Linked DNA regions of Mus musculus: region 2 is linked to region 1. The links are chromatin contacts, called in public Hi-C maps. All regions are on one chromosome and are shown on one strand. The core of a region is the stretch at or near the end of the contact, and the rest is flanking DNA. Distances in the headings are between cores, read along the strand shown. Region 1 overlaps Fut9 (fucosyltransferase 9). Region 2 holds the start of Manea (mannosidase, endo-alpha).

Region 1 (2,903 bases), core at 334-2,833:
ATTCACAGCTAAGAAGTTACTGCAAACGATGTAGAAGTTGCTAAGAGCTACTACGCACTGTAGTGATATGTAGTTCGGAGCAGTATGGTGATACATTCAGGTGCATCAACTATGAACTGGATATTTGACAAAGAAGAAAAGACTTTGAAGGTTTTCACCATAAAGAAATGGTAAATGCTCAAAATAGTTTTATCTGATTGAAACATTACATGATTTATTGAACGTTTTATGGTAGGTATTCTGTTACCTGTACAATTCTATGTTTTTTACATATCATTTAAAGTAAAATTTTAAAAAGTGAGTTTCAAGTAGGTGACTTAGAAGCAATGTCACTTTTCCACTCAAGAAAGAACAGGTGTCAAGAAGTGCTTGCTGACAGGAGCTGGATACAGCAGTCTCCTGAGAGACTTTGCCAGTACAGATGCAGATGCTCCCAGCCATCCATCGGATTGAGCACAGGGACCCCAATGGGGGAGTTAGGGGAAGGACTGAAGGAGCTGAAGGGGCCTAATCTGGTATCAAAGAGAGGGGAAGCCCTTGGTCCTGTGAAGGCTTGATGCTCCAGTGTAGGGGAATGCCAGGACAGAGAGGCAGGAGTGGGTAGTAGGGTGGGGGAGCATCCTCATAGAAACAGGTTAATGGGGGATTGGATAGAGGGGTTGCAAATGGAATACCGGAAAAGGGGATTGAAGAGGTTAGCTCAGGACTTTAGAAAATTCCACCGGACCCCTCGCCTCCTGGAAGAGAAAAGTCATAAAGAACATAGATACCCATCCTCTCTGGAATGGAGGGGCTAATTACATTTCTCAGACACAGGGAGGAGGGGCTGACAACCGGCCACCTGAGGGTAGCAGAGGCCCAGAGCTCATAGACACATTCCAAGACCTTGGCCACCTATCCCATTCCCTAAAGATCAATCAGTTTAAAAGTCACACTGTTCTGCCAACCACATTGTGCCTAACGGCTGCTGCCTTGAGAACCGTGTAAAGGCTCACCAGACAGGCTGTGCTTGGTCGTTCTCTCTCCATGTGCAGGGTGACCCCCCAACATGTTGAAACAATAAATTCCTCTTGCTTTTTGCATCAATTTCCAGCTCTATGTCATTCACTCAGGGAGTCCCCATAAGTTAAGGCTCACCAGAGTCTTACAGGATAAATGTAAATGAATAAAATATCCAATTAAAAAAAAAGAGTGGGTGTTTTACTTAAATAAATGAAGAATAATCAAATGATGCAACAAATACCTAGAAGATATTTGGTGGGGGACTGGTGTGGTTATAAATGATGCAGGACTGCCAAAGTTAGTTTCTCTGTCTTATCATTTGAATGTAAGGAAATTTCATATTTAAACTAAGAAGATATAGTAATATACCAAAGTAAAATGAGGTAGCTCTGTGTGTGTGTGTGTGTGTGTGTGTGTGTGCGCGCGCGCACGCGCGCGCAATATTTCCTGGTGTTTCATGGGCTATATGCTCTGATTTAAGACCTGGCAGGAATCATAGGAATCATAGTGAATGCTGGCACTGACAGCCCAGTTATGAAAGACTGCTGGCCTCCAGGGGCACCATAAGCATATTCTAGGAAGAAAGAAAAAAGTCATAAAGGAATGCCTGCTCCTGTCTACAGCATCCCCTAGGGAATATGAGCCAGACTATACTTGGGCTCTGTGTCAAATCTGATTGCTGTGACTATAGCTCAAGCTGGTAAATAGAGCTTCTACAGTGAATAAAGACAGTGATTAAGAACTAGTGATATAGGAGAGAGAGATCGGATGAAAGCACAAAGAAAAAGAGGTTAATCCCTGAATTAAAACAAAAATTCAAAGGGAATGAACATAAAAAGCACTGAAATAAAAGAGTCAATAGTGCATGAAAAACGGCATTTGGTAGCACATTTATTAATAGAAACAAACATCTGAAAGTGGAAAGGAAAGGGGGGCAGGGTAAAAGAAAAATGTCTTTCACTGGGTTGCCTAAAGACAGACAGAACTCCAATCTAAACCATTCTGAAAAGGACTCAGCAAAAGGACCAGTGACATTGGGGGAGCCCAGGTGACCCTGTACTTACTAGAGGAATTAGTAGAAAGCTCCCCAGAGTCCCAGGAAGCAAAACACAGGCTTACTCATGGAAACACCAGACATTTTATTTAAGAATCTTTGACAGAGAGTCAGAGACACAATTTTGAGTTCATTCCAGAAATCAACAAGTATCTTCTTGCCAAAAAGTAAACGGCTTCTCTCCCAAGACAAGAGGTGTACAGCTCAGCATCAAATGTAGAGACCTGTGGGAACTGAAGCCAACAAAGCCCTCGAGAAAGGGAGAGCTCTGAGATCATTTGAAGTTTCAGAGGACCTTGAAAGAGAAGTCAGGAATGTATACAGCTGCATAGTATAAAACAGAGTACACTGTGGTATAGAATAAAGGAATAGTATTTTGTTTTAAAATGTCTAAGTATTCTTAGTGTGAAAATTGCAAGGAAAACAAGCAAACAAAATCTTTCCTTTCTGCAGACAGTGGTGATCAAGGAATCAGATGGACCATGGCAATTTGTATCTTTGGAGTTTGAGTAACCACAAACTAATATGATGCTATTATCAGATCATGATTATATTGAAAAAGAGTAGTTCTCTGAACTTACTATGCACATACTAACTTCCATTTACAAACTGACAAGTTCCTAAACTTTACCTGGAGTTGGTAAAAGAATTTATACAAAGTAATATAATTATTCCAGTTTTAAGAATGTATATATTCTATACTTTTCAAAGTTTTAATCCAGATAATTATAAGTTTTTGAAGGGTTCATGATCTACACTTTGCATCTTGAGGGAAAGAGAAACGAATTGGTGTAAAGATTAGTTTATACAAATTTTTTTCTCTGATTATTTGGAGTGGAGGTTGTTT
Region 2 (3,023 bases), core at 277-2,776, 720 kb before region 1:
CTAAACTTTAAGGATTTTGATTATCAAGATACCACAGAAGTGAAGACAATGCACAAAGTGAAGGTATTTGTACATAAGGTACATTTATTTCTTCACATAGAAATTAATTAAAATATCCAAAATAAAATGAACTTAGATTGAAAGCAGTCATTTTTCCAGTAAGCCTAATAGCCAGAGGGATGTGAACAGGCGGATATCTTCAGGATGGAGGGGAACACATAACTTAAAGGAAATTCAATTTGATGACATTTTGGGGAAAACATTAAAAGACAGTTTTTATAATGATGAAGCAAACTAGTTGATGCAAAATAGATTGTATGTTTAGGAATTTCAAATCATAAATGTGTAGCAAACATGTTTGCATGGAAAATCAGAAAATATTTCACTTATTTAATATGCAAAGCCAGGAAGATAGGATTTTTAGGAAACTACATATTTTCAAAATCCTACTTTTAAAAGAGCAAGATATTTAAGAACACAATATACTGCTTAATGGTGATAGTGAAACAAGACTCTTTGCCTTAAGCTTTTGCAGCCATCACTAGGGTATTTTCTTTCATTATTTACATGTATATTTCAAATCTCTTTTATAATCCGGTAGTTTTTTAAAGGGAAGCCTTTACAATACTTTTCACAACATCACATCTGAAAGTTCTACCCCTTGAGTCAAGATTGCCTTGTTACCATGCAACAAAAACAAAACATAGAATCCTCTTGGTATGTGAGGCTGATGTAAGATGGAAACCCCAGATGCAGCCTCGCCTCTGCTGCAATTTTTTTTTTTTTTTTTTTTTTGCTTCTGACTTATTCTCTTTCTACTGTAATTGTACAATTACACAATTGTATTGTACAATTGTATTGATTCCTAGTATACTTGTGGAAGTTTAATATATCTGTCTGTCTACTTCTGACTTGCCAATAACTGTTTGATAAACTAAAACACGTTTTCAACTTTAAAACTTTGGAAATACCCAATGTATTATAAATCTGAGTAACATTTAAAAGGATTTTTTAAAAGTGAAAAACAAAACACATCTGGTCTCTATCAGAGAGTCTTGGCTTATCTTGAGAGGCAAAAGTGTAAAAGAACTTTCATTTCTCCTTGGAGCAATTAAGGGATACTGTCTGACTTAATGTAGTTTCCTCCACCATGACCCTGCAGTAGACTCCAGGACAAGCTAGGGGACTCGGAGCCTCTCCCCGAAAGCCCCGCCCGCTTAGGTCCGCCCAGAAGCCCCGCCTTCTCGGAGATTCAACCCCTGGAGCCACGCCCCGCGCTGTCCTTTAGGAGGCGGGACCTGGGAGGGGTAGCGGTGCGGCCGCAAGAGCTGTCAGCCCTGGTAGGATTCACGGTTCTTTCTCTTATCCGGTGGGTCCACGCGGAGGCAGGGTCCCAGACCCCGGTGAGCAATTGTGAGGCCCCGGAACTGAGACCCACAGGGACTCCGCAGCTAACCCCTGCGCGCTCGCCCGCCAGCCAATCGTGGGCCGCCTGCCTGCGACGCCCTTTGACCCCGGGCCTCTAGGAATCCAGTCGCGCTCAGCCCAGCAGCCCGGTTCCGCGCCGGTCCCCGCCGCTAGGTTAGTGTCCGCACCGCGCCTGAGCCCGTCCTTGTCTGCCTGGATGCCCGAGTTGGCCCTGAGGTGGTTCATCACCACTCGGTCCTGAGCCCCGAACCTGCGAGCGGAGGCCCCTGGCGGTCGCCCGGCCGTCTCCTAGCCCAGCTTACGACCCCGAAGGCCGCCAGGACAAGTGCGTCCTCCTCCGGGGTCTTTGTTCTGTTCTCCTTTAACTGGCCGGGCTCTGCCTTTTCCACTGTCCCTTCAGGGTGGCCGTCTCCTTTTCTGTCTGCGGAGGAACAAGTTGGCGAGGACCGGAGCTTAAAACTTTTGTTTTGTTGTTGTCAAAGACATAAACGGATAATATAGTGGGAGAAGTACTGAAAATGGCTTACAAGGAGGCTTTCGTGAGCGTTGTTGTGGGTCTGGAATGAGCTTAGAAAGACAAATGAGAGTGGTTGGTCTGATCGCATTGCAATGTGTGGGCTGCAGCTTGGAAGAAAAAAAAAATGCAGAACTACTGTAGGTTTTGGTGAAACTATTTCAGGTTAGTTACACTTACAAAGCTGCTGCTCTTATTCCTATAATAAGCAATGAGTTGAGTATGTGGTCAGAAAATAAACACAATGAGCTAGCTGCCTTCTCCTTAAGTGTGAGCTACAGCGGAAGGCGAGGGAACCATTGTTAAGTCACCTTCCACAGTGAAAAAATGTCATTGTAGTATGACTTCTCTACTTGAGGCCGCTCAGGGCAGGCTGGAGCCAGGAACCTAAGGTCCAGTACAGTGTTTTGCCTTTGTAGGGTGCTCAGCTGTTTACTAGCCCAAAATCTTGGAAAAAGTTCTCTGCTCAGTTTCATCACCTGTAACATGAAGTTCTGTTTCATAGACGGTTGTGAAGATAAAAATGGAAAATGAGATTATGCCGGACAGAACTTGTGTACAAAAGATTACCCACACTTTGACCTGAGCAAGATTCTGAAAGTTTTAGATGTGTGTTCTGAGCGTTAGCTGTATCTAACTGTAGGTACTTCCTCTAGCATAAAATTAGAAGAAAATAGCATCAACAGAATGAAATAAAACAGGAAGAATCTTTATAATTTAATTATAACTTTAAAATGGAATCTGCATTTTCCTGAGCTATATAATATGAGCAAATGCATTTAAAACAATCCACAACATTCGGCTTCAGGGTTATTTAGATCTCTTAGCTGCTTGAGGAGTATGTAGTACTATTCATTCGAAATCACTTGACTTTCACAACATAAAATTAGCATGGTTTCAGAAGAACTAGTTTTCTAACTCGGGGTAGTGCAAACTTCCCTTTGAGTGAGGACACATTGTTAGTAGTCAGTAGCCTGAGCTTCTTGCTTTAAGAAGCTACACACCTGCAGTTGACTGGAAGTTTGGTAGTTGTTTTTCTCACAAGGGACTTATGAAACCTCTTTCTTTAGTTAGAGCTAAG

The links. A called contact is a pair of places that touch in the nucleus more often than the background predicts.
Region 2: a Hi-C map of cerebellum shows a contact between it and region 1, with 1.8 times the contacts expected there. The contact joins the promoter of Manea here to the enhancer-like site in region 1. A contact is called at or near these places in 2 of 39 promoter capture datasets (embryonic stem cells and hippocampal neurons) and 1 of 484 Hi-C or Micro-C datasets (cerebellum).

What each region holds. Positions count from the first base shown.
Region 1 is chr4:25,626,336-25,629,238 of GRCm38.p6, reverse strand. The region is part of intron 2 of Fut9 (fucosyltransferase 9); the gene reads left to right. Among named protein-coding and RNA genes, the nearest start is that of Gm24977, 61 kb to the right of the region's middle. Within about 2 kb of position 1,583, at least 25 of the 459 cell types and tissues checked have an H3K27ac peak or open chromatin away from gene starts, as enhancers often do. A contact at or near this core is called in cerebellum, where this site is marked.
Region 2 is chr4:26,345,155-26,348,177 of GRCm38.p6, reverse strand. It overlaps Manea (mannosidase, endo-alpha), which reads left to right and starts at 1,526. Exons shown (of 5, transcript NM_172865.2): 1 at 1,526-1,581.